Linked DNA regions of Mus musculus: all the other regions are linked to region 3. The links are chromatin contacts, called in public HiChIP or PLAC-seq maps. All regions are on one chromosome and are shown on one strand. The core of a region is the stretch at or near the end of the contact, and the rest is flanking DNA. Distances in the headings are between cores, read along the strand shown. Region 1 overlaps Pacrg (PARK2 co-regulated). Region 2 overlaps Pacrg (PARK2 co-regulated). Region 3 overlaps 4930452A19Rik (RIKEN cDNA 4930452A19 gene).

Evidence for each region. HiChIP or PLAC-seq counts read pairs in DNA pulled down with a chosen protein or histone mark.
Region 1: a contact with region 3 is called in an H3K4me3 HiChIP or PLAC-seq map of bone marrow-derived macrophages, with 4 times the contacts expected there. The contact joins two enhancer-like sites. A contact is called at or near these places in 1 of 15 datasets of contacts at CTCF or cohesin (the NIH/3T3 cell line) and 2 of 115 datasets of contacts at active chromatin or transcription factors (bone marrow-derived macrophages and embryonic basal ganglia).
Region 2: an H3K4me3 HiChIP or PLAC-seq map of bone marrow-derived macrophages shows a contact between it and region 3, with 4 times the contacts expected there. The contact joins two enhancer-like sites. A contact is called at or near these places in 2 of 115 datasets of contacts at active chromatin or transcription factors (bone marrow-derived macrophages and embryonic stem cells) and 1 of 9 other capture datasets (embryonic stem cells).

The regions. Positions count from the first base shown.
Region 1 is chr17:10,533,098-10,536,412 of GRCm38.p6, forward strand. The region is part of intron 4 of Pacrg (PARK2 co-regulated); the gene reads right to left. All of the region lies in intron 2 of Gm16168 (a long non-coding RNA gene), which reads left to right. Gm52294 (a long non-coding RNA gene) reads right to left here. Exons shown (of 2, transcript XR_003952283.1): 1 at 462-3,315. Among named protein-coding and RNA genes, the nearest start is that of Gm52294, 17 kb to the right of the region's middle. Within about 2 kb of position 1,289, at least 22 of the 459 cell types and tissues checked have an H3K27ac peak or open chromatin away from gene starts, as enhancers often do. A contact at or near this core is called in bone marrow-derived macrophages, where this site is marked.
Region 2 is chr17:10,557,550-10,560,926 of GRCm38.p6, forward strand. All of the region lies in intron 4 of Pacrg (PARK2 co-regulated), which reads right to left. Gm16168 (a long non-coding RNA gene) reads left to right here. Exons shown (of 3, transcript XR_003952273.1): 3 at 1-3,377. Among named protein-coding and RNA genes, the nearest start is that of Gm52294, 7.3 kb to the left of the region's middle. Within about 2 kb of position 1,737, at least 9 of the 459 cell types and tissues checked have an H3K27ac peak or open chromatin away from gene starts, as enhancers often do. A contact at or near this core is called in bone marrow-derived macrophages, where this site is marked.
Region 3 is chr17:9,763,746-9,766,929 of GRCm38.p6, forward strand. All of the region lies in intron 3 of 4930452A19Rik (RIKEN cDNA 4930452A19 gene), which reads right to left. Among named protein-coding and RNA genes, the nearest start is that of 4930452A19Rik, 11 kb to the right of the region's middle. Within about 2 kb of position 1,521, at least 154 of the 459 cell types and tissues checked have an H3K27ac peak or open chromatin away from gene starts, as enhancers often do. A contact at or near this core is called in bone marrow-derived macrophages, where this site is marked.

The DNA of each region.
Region 1 (3,315 bases), core at 39-2,538, 770 kb after region 3:
GGATTTGGCAGACCTCAGAGACTGAGATTTCTTGTTGAATTGAACTTGTATTGAGTGAAGAGGAGAGGTGGTGGCGTTCTAAGAAACCCATGTGACCAGTGACCCTCTCTTTTCCTTCCTTACTCCTGTGGCATCACTATAATCACCAGCAGCTGAAGCTGGGATGATGTCCCAGCAGCAGAGGGAAGGAGGGAGCCTGGCATCATATTTTCAAAGAGTAGTGAATATTTGTAGGACAGCTATGAAATGTAAAGTATCCATTCCAGTCATTCCATCTATGAATGCTCTTATATTATCAGATGTTCTTATATTTGCATTTAAGATTGGGATTGCATATTTTAAAGAACAAATGGAAGCATGCAGGCTAGCAGTTTAAAATGTACCCTTCTTTGAATACAGCTAACTAGTAGATTGCAGAAGCACGAGGGACTGAAGGGGAGGGAGGGAGGGACAGTACTTACATCTTGCTTAGCAGAACATTTTTCCTGCTTTGAAGCCACATGTTCCTCATTTGTGTTTTGCGCTGGCTTGCATGCACAGCGTACAGGTAAGACGAGTCTGAGCCTGTGGATAGGGTCGCAGGAGGGTGGCATTTGCCGCTGGAGGGAAGCAAGAATGCAAAGCCAGAGAAACAGGTTTCTCCCTCAAGCCATTTTAAGTGAAGTGGTGAAGTGCTGACAGATTCTGTTTACAAACAAGTAGCCTCATGTCTTCCGATGAACATGAGGTGATCTTGTTATAGAGATTGCTATCTACTGATCAAGACCCATTCCTTCTAAGCAGAACTTCAAGCTTATCCTTAGCTACATAGCAAGTTCAAGACCAGCTTTGGACCACGAGTCTGTTCCAAAACCCACCATTCTCTCTTAGAACTGGAATGTTTAGTGGACTACATTACTGTCAAGATGCCTGAGCAGTGAGCTCTGGTCCTGTAACTGAATTTGAGACTGACATGTGCCTCTTCCTAATCTCTCACATCACCCATCCACACCAGGTCGGGGATCCTGGGTCCCACTTTGTTTCTCCTCTTTTCTTCTTCAGAGATCTCAAGCAGCATCATTTAAAATTACATCTTCCTAGTGCATAGCATTTGAAGCTGACGTCATTGTAACTCCACTTGGAAGTGAGATAAAGCTTTTGTCCCCTCTTCCAGGAACCCATTCCGTGCAAGCAAGAGCTCGTTTGGTGTTTTTATTCTAGACTCACTAAATGCCATTATAGAGGCTCCGGAGGGGTCCCTCAGCTGAGTCTTGCTCCTGCCAAGAGGATGCTGGCTGATGTCAGAGTCATGTGGTACGGCTGGAGGCTTTGGGGTGGGCTTCCTCAGGCTTCTTCCTAGTTCTACTGCTGAGCTCTGGCTTACAGCCTTCATGGCCTCAATTCTGCTCTCTAAGCAGGGCTGCCGTCAGCTTCACCGGGTTGTGACAGGGCCCTGTTAGCCTCAGGGTGCACGGAAACCGCTGAAAGATTCTCAGAGAAGTAATTCAGCAAGAACAGCATTGTGGTGGTTTTATTTTAAGTAGGAGCTGGGTATCAAAGGGGAAATTCGTTCCCATCCACTTTGTGACTAATGGCTCTTGCTATTCAGATTCGTCATTTTTTTTTTCCTTGCAAGAGATCATTTTGTTGCACCAGGACTAGAATGCTTGTTCTAGTGCTTGAATAGGTAATTGATTAAATTTATTGATGAGCATAATCAAAGGAATGCTATTAAAATAGCCATTTTGGTAAAATATGCATTTATTAGATTTCTAGTAAGCAGCATATATAAAACCAGCCATACATGTGAAAATAAATTAAGTATTTTTCACCTTAAATAAAATAAATCTTATTTTCAAATCTACAGAGATTAAACTTCATTAGCATATTAAACATTAATATACAACAGACTATTATAATGTAATATATTATTTATGTTCAGCTAGACAAATCAAATCATGTCCTTCAGAAATAATGCTCTGTGCAGTATCAGCTGCACATTAAGGGCGAGACAGTAAGCTGGGTCTGAGAGCTGGCCTTTTTATCTGTCTCTGGGGTGTTTAAAGATAAAACCAGTGCAATTCATTAAATAAAAAAATTAAATGAAATAACCAAAAAGTGTTCGGAGAAGGTAGCTAGTGTGCTAAGGTAGGCATGAGAGGGGTTCCAGGAAATAAGAATTTCATATTACACTTGTGTGAACTGTGTTGTTTGTAGCCCAGGTTGGCTTGGAATGTAGTATATAGCCCAGGATGTCCTCCAACTTGCCGCCGTCCTCCCACCTTAGCCTTCAGAGTGCTGGGATTGGATTACAGGTGTGAGCTACGATGCCTGTTTTACACTGGTATATTTTCTCACATATAACAACTGCACACCAGCTTTTCTCTACTGATCTGCACAATGCTTCCATGGGGTTAGGAAGGTCATCATAGCTCATTTCATAAATGAGGACACTTTGCGTTGGATAGCTACTGAGTATGTTTCCTCAGGCTGCGGTGCAGAAGACATAAGCTTGGCAGCCGTAAACAACACAAAGTCATTTTCTCATAGTCTAAAATCAAATTAGTTGAGCCATGTTCCTTCTGAAGGCACTTGGGGAATCTGTTTTACGTTGCATTAGTCAGAATTTCACTGCTGTGGCAAATGTTGGAGAAAATACTGACAGGAGGAAGGGTTTACTTTGCGCATGGTTCATCTGTCAAGGAGGAGAGGGCATGGAGAGCAGAGAAGCAGAGAGAAGAGAGAAGAGAGAGAGAGAGAGAGAGAAAGAGAGAGAGAGAGGGGGGGAAGAGAGGGAGAGAGAGAGACAGAGAGAGCCTGTGCTAGCTCGCTGGCTTCTACCTTTCCTTTCAATTCCGTCTGGGTCCCCAGCCCACACAACACCTCTACACACACTCAGGGGAAGTCTTTCCCCAGCTAATCCTGCCTGGAAACCCCAGAGAAACACCCAGATGTATGCTTTACTAATCTTGACCCATTTGAGTTGGCAGGATGATCCACTTCACTGTATCAGTTTTCTAGAGTCACCCCCATCCTTGTCCTGAAGATTCATCAATGCAGTCTGTCTATTTCCTCTCTGAGTCCTGTCCCATGTGTCTCCTCTTCTCAGAAGGATGCCTGTCCCACTGGGTTAGGGGACTGCCCACCTACTATAATCCTACCCTAATTGACTATATCTCTGCACCCCACCTCCAAATACTGTCACATGTTGGGGTGATTGCCCTTCTCAATTGAGGATGTGTGCAGTGCTGCAGTGTTTCTCATGTGTGGACTTTCCCACGCTGCTTCTACCAAAACCAGACAGAATTTTAGTTGCAGGATCCACTGGGTAGTGAG
Region 2 (3,377 bases), core at 487-2,986, 790 kb after region 3:
CTGTGTGTGTGGTGTGTGTGTGTGTGTGTGTGTGTGTGTGTGTGTGTAAATAAAGTTGTAAATGAAAAAGTATTGAGACAGGAACGTGATTGAATTTTGAGGTGCAAGGGGAAGAGAATATTGAAAGATTACTCCATTGCATTCTTTTTTAAAAGTTGGCTGGTAAAGCACTCTTACAAATAATCCAAGATTTTCTTTGGCGTTATGAGACATGACACTGAATCCAGTCAGTTGGGCTATTCCCTGTCCAATAAAATGATACTCAGAAAAAGGATAGGAAATAATCAAGATGTCAGCAAGCCCAGGGATGTGTTGACAGTGCTCTGTTAAGGTGATATTTTGCTTTCAGGCCAGAGCAGTGATCTAACATTCTATCCTGTAGAGACAGCAGACCTACATTTACTTAATTTGTATGGACAGCTTTGGCCTCAGACAGTGTCACTTGTACTGAACCAAAATTCAGAAAATAGAAAGCTACCAACAACTATTAATATTTACACATTTTGAGATGAGCACAATTCCTATATATTCCAGGATATAATGATAACAGCTAGAGGTAACAAGGAGTTGGATCAGTGGGCAAAGTGCCAGCCATACAAACATGCAAACCCACACTCATGTTTGCATCTATAACCCCTGTGGTGTGTGTGTGTGTGTGTGTGTGTGTGTGTGTGTACACTCTATATGTGACTCCTTGAGCTCACGGGACAGCCAGCCAAGCCAATAAGTGAGTATCAAGTTCAGTAAGAAATCTTGAGTGAAGGATAAGATCTCTTTATGGGAATGTACAGGAAATTAAACTGGGGTTGAGCTGGAAGCTTCTGCCCCGCGCTTTGGCTTTCACAGTGGTGAAAGGGGATATGCAGGCTATTGGAGAGGGGAAAGCTGGCTTTACTCAGCTGTGAACTCTGCCAACTATAACACCAACCTGCTAGGTAAGGTGTGCCCATGTGTACCATAGTGGCATAATGCTTATGGAGGTAACCAACTACTCTGCTTCAACCTAAGGAGGACTCCACAAGAGGAAACTCACATCTGGCACTATAAACCCAACCCCAAACCCTTAGGCCCGAGACAGAAACTCAGCACTGTTGTTTAGGGACAACACTGTCTTTCAAATAGTTATGATTATCCCCAGAGGCAGATGCTATTCTAAGCCCCGAGCAGAGAGGTTTCTTTTTGCTATGAGCTGCTGTAGATGCAGATTCCTGGCTGACCTGGGTGCTGAGAGTCAGTGCTGTCTCAATGCTGAGCCCTAACAGGCCATCTGTATCATCCTTCTGAGGCTTGGGGACATTTAAAAAGAGGAAGGAAAGAGACTGTGAGAGCCAGAAAATAACAAGGGCTGTGAAATGCTACCCTGCGAGCATGACACTGATATTGCAAACGTGGTTACAGCGTAACTGCAGGGGCTTGCACTTCGCTTCCACAAGACGGAGTCAGCCTGAAACGTTCCCTGTGATGTAATGAGTTCAGACAGAACTCCGTTTTTTTTTTTTTTTTTCCAGCAATTAATCTTTCCAAAACCTAAAAAAAGTAAACCTATACTTGTGCTATTGTTTGCTGTTTTGTTTTGTTTTTAATTTCCAAAAGTTACAATTCATTCCCATCTTCCAGTGGGCAGACTTTGTAAACTCTCTCCAAAGTGGGTTTCTTGCAGTTCTCCTGAATCGTCCCTAGTTAAGTCTTGCTGATGGTGAGCACTTCCATTTAGAAACACAGTCAGCAAAACTGTGTTTACACAAAGGACAGACTGCTGCACAGGGACAGCTCTGGTCTTGAGAACCTTACAGGAAGATGCCCACATCATGATGTGCAAGGGCATTTGGGATCAGATTTATTAACTCGACAAAACTCTAGGCATGCTCTATTAACTGTGTTGCATATACTATGTATTCAGAGGAGATCCTGTCTAAAGCACTGAAAAAATCCACACTACTGCCTAAATGCTGAATCTGAGCCTCGTTTCCACCTAAGCTCAATGCCACACATGTGTATTAAAAGCTAGGTCGTACTTAATGATACTGAATGCTAATTCTTTTTCTTTTCTTATGTAGGTGTGTGTATGATGCATGCACATTGTTGGGAACATACATGTCCATGTACGCACATGGAGGAGTCAGAAGAGGCCACCAAGGTTGCTGCTCCATCACTCTCTGTCATGTTACCTCCAGATGGAGTCTGTCACTGAAACTGGAGCTAAGCTGGTGGCCAGCAAACTCCAGTAATCCTTCTATCTCTGTCCACCAGCAGTGTTGAGATGAAGGGCATGCACAAGGTCACACCCATCTTCTCTCTGTGTGTAAGGATCTAACTCAGGTCCACATGCTTGTTCATGTAACCACTGAGTCTTTCCCCTACCCCCTCAGACAGCCATCACCCTGCTTCCTGCTTTTTTTTCCCTGATCATTGTGAGCAACTAACTAATCTCTGCCAATTAGTTCATGTCTTGTCTCTCCCTGCTTAAGCCTTGTCGACTCTTCTCTCTAAAGTGCTTTTTCTTGTAATTGCTCTGAATCATCTCAAACTTATAAAAAGAATAACAAGGATTAAACAACAGCAACTGTGGGAAAGCTACAAGTCCAGCAGCACTGTCAGTTGGACATGCTGGTTTAAACACTGGAAGAAGGAAATCGGTTTATCCGAACAATTGTCTAATACACGGTAATGAGACACCTAATTAGGTGCAGTGAAGAGGCTGGGTATTCATGAGATGGGAAAACCATGGAAGTTATCACTGTTTATTTCTCTCTCCATTTGAATAATGCCATCAGGGCCCTTTTATGAACTGATTGTCAATGTGCAAATTACTTAATCTCCCTGCATTCATTTGCTCATCTGTTAAATTGGATGAAGAATACTTTCTCTCTCCTGGGTTTAAGGATTAAATGAGATGATTCATGAAAAGAGTTAACCTCAGAATCTAGTGTAGAAAAAACACAAATGAATGTCTGTCACTGTTAACAACAACCACAACCACAACAGCAACAGCAACAACAGCAACAACAAAACCAATAGAGACAAATTAGCAAACCAATAATCTCCTTATGAATTTAAAACAGAGGACTATCTACCCTGTATGTGTGGTTGGTAGAATGATTCCTTTGGGTTTACATCATTAGAAAACAAAGAAGAAATAATCAACTCAAAAATAATTTGTATGCAGTGTTAGTTTTAACTGTCAGCTTGACACAGACTAGCATAACCTGAGTCTTTGAGAATGTTTATGAGGGATTATCTAGACTATAGTTATTGAGGTGTGAAGACCTGACCACTGTGGGTGGAACCATCCCCTAATGTGGGCATCCTGAGTTGTGTGAGCATGGAGAAAGCAAGCTGAGCACAAGCCTGTACGAGAATCTGTTGCTTCTGACTGA
Region 3 (3,184 bases), core at 271-2,770:
TTGCCAACCAGAGGAGTTTCTAAGCCAAGAGAGGAAAACAGAAAGGAGAGGGAGAGCAAAATTTTGCCCCCCCCCCCCCGCCCCAAAGTAGCATTAGTAAGGGAAGCCGCCTGTTTCTCTTCTTTCGGTGTTTGTTTATTTGTTTGTTTGTTTGGGGTTTGGGGTTTTGGGCTTTTTCTATTTCAATTTTCAGAAAGAAACGGAGGTGGGGAGAAAGCATCAGAAAGCGATCAACCGCGTCTTTTTCTTCCTCTCGGGCTAATTTTGAAACAAGAGAGGCGAAAAGGTCAGCCACATGGGAAAGAGAAGGGATTTTTGCATTGTTCATGGGGGAAAATTCAACATTGTTTGATTCGCCCCTTAAACATTTGCTGAATGTCCCCTGCCCCGACACACTGTGGTGTTCCCAACCTTGTACGAGAGAGAAAACTCACTCGGAGCTCTAAAGGGCCAGGAAGACTGACGCAGACAGGCAAACACACAGGTGGGGAGGAGCTGGTGCAGGGGAATGACAGGAAAGGGCTGCTAAGTGACAGGACAGTCAAACTCTCCAGAGCCTCCCAGATGACCACCTGCAGAATCCATGCTCCCAGAGGAGGGCAGAACAAGCCCTAAGACCCTAGGCCAGAAAAGGGCCATTCGTACTATAGAACGCATTATGGTGGATTTGAGACCAGGAAGAGCATAGGGATGAGGCTACGAAAGCTGCCAGACCTAGAATTTTATCCAAGGTCCATGGGGGAGTTAGTGGAGGTCTTTATCTGTCGATTTAACAATTGTTGTTAAAGAGACTCAAACTCTGGGGGGGTGGGGGGGAAGAGAGAGGGAGGGAGGGAGGGAGGAGGAGGAGGAGGAGGAGGAGGAGGAGGAGGAGGAGGAGGAGGAGGAGGGAGCATTGCCCACATTTATTTCACCCAAACTCCACCCACCTCCTAATCAACGCCTTCTCAATTTTATTTTATCATGTCTTGTTTTTGAGACACAGTCCGGCGTGTAGCGAGCTGGCGTCAAACCTGTTATGTAACTGAGGAGCTCTTTGAACTGCTCTCTCTCCCTACAGCCTTAACCCACCCCCCACACCCCAACCCAATACAGGAATTCAAGCTCCGGGATTGGCCCGGAGCTTCCTCTCCACCGTGGGAGCTGCCTGCCAGCTAAGCGCCCCTCCCCACAATTGTCCTGCAAACTCTTAATTCTGCTTCTTTCCCACATAAATAATTCAGTGTGTATCACACCGGAACACTGAGTAGTTCCTTAAACGCCGCACTCTAGAGATCAAACAGCGTGCCTGTGTGTAAGAGGAGACTGTGCACGTAATTTTCATTTTACTTCGCTCAGATCAGAATACAAGGACGGCTTCATGTCCTGCGTCTGGTTGATAGTCACTTTATTCCCTCTTAATCTGTAGGCGCCTTTTCATTGGAGGGTTTAAAGTAAGGGGATTTCGTACTTCTTGCGTGTTAAAATCTCTGCTTAAGCCCTGTGTAGTGAGAAGCTGTCCTGAGAGCTCGCTCTGTAGAGGAAGTGGCAAGCTGAGGGAATCTGTGATGGCGACCCAGCAGCTTGTGGGAGCAGTCCACACTCAGGCGACCCCAGAGGAGGAGAAAAGAATTCAGAAGAGTATAAGGGACTGTATACTGACAGTCCCGGTTTTTTTCTTGGTAGAATTTAGCGGGCTGAATTTTCAGATTACAAATGTATATATATATACCCGCATAAATGAATCAAATTGCCAGTGGACCCACGGGTGGAAACATAGATGTATTAAAAAGCAAATTAGGTCTGTAACACGCTTAGACAAAAGTAGGATAATACAGCAAAAGGGAGTCTCAAACTCACACAATAACATCCTCTGTTTAGAATACCCCACACGCCCTAAAGTAAGATTGTTTCTAGTTACCCAAAATTGATTTCCTTTCAGAATTGATCTTTTTCCTTGAAATTCTCACTGATAATTTAAAGTGACAGCATGGCCTGGTAGAATTAACTATTCTTCCCAGAGAGACAATAAAATATCTGACTTTAAATTTAAATTCTATTAAGAAGACCCAGGCACTGCAGGTTACTTGAGCCAAGCCTGTAGATTATTTCTGGGTCCTGGACTCTTAAGGGCCAGCTGACCTATAGCCAAGCCCCATCCTACAGGCACGCCCCGCCCCACGGCCAACCCATCCCTTGTCTCTCCACTCTTGATGGCTTTGGCCAGATCTCCCTCTCCTGCCCTCCATTTATCTGCAGCATGTTTTCCAGTATTCTTGCAGAGTTAGGAGTGAGATTCTGAACACTCTCATAAACTTTGTTCTATGTTCTTGTACCCATGGGCAGCTTTCTGTACGCTCATTGCCCATTTGAATTGAGCTTTCAGAGCATCTAGAAGTGTCACTTATGAAGGCAGCCAGTATGCTCAGAGGCCCCTTGGGCCTCTCAGATCCTCTATGAGCCTCCGGTCAGTTTCTTAGGTCTGACTGCCACTTAGAGCTTTAAAAATGGAAGAGCTAAAAAAAGGAGGGAAAGAAGGTAAGCAAGAGAAATCCATCATGGGGACAGCAAGTTCCTTTCATTAATATTATTTAGCATTAAATGTCAACCAGCTCTGAAGCACCACAGGTGCAAATGAACAAATGGTCCCCCAGGTAGTTATTTCTACTCCTCGGGTCCATGCTGTCCCTCTCCCCAACAATGACATCAGGATTCGGGTTGCACACCAGTGGTCCCTGCTCCTTGTAATTTTGAGAGCATGTGCATAGCTAAAAATAAGAGTAATGCCTGCTGTTCCTGTCCTAAGCATGATGCTCACTGACAGCAAGTTCCCTGACTGAAGCAATGCTGTGTAGGACCATCTATCTCTCTCCAGTGATATGATTCCCATTTCCTCGGGTTTTGGCATGGAACCAATATCATTACTACAGGTGTGAGATAGACAGGGTACCAGCTACTGCTCCCAATTCTATGCTGTCGGCCTTCTGCATTCCTTCTGCATTTCTTGGAGAAATTTGAGGTTCCATCTCTCCAATGCCTGTCTTCTAGATAAGTTGTAAAGTGTAGATTGAAACAGTAGTAAATGTGATCTTTTTAAGCAGCAAACAGACAAGAGCTCTGATATTCTTTGATCCTGAGCCAGCAAGAATGACTGTCTAGGTAAAGGTACTTGTCACCAAGCCTAAGCTGAGAGGCCTTGAATTGA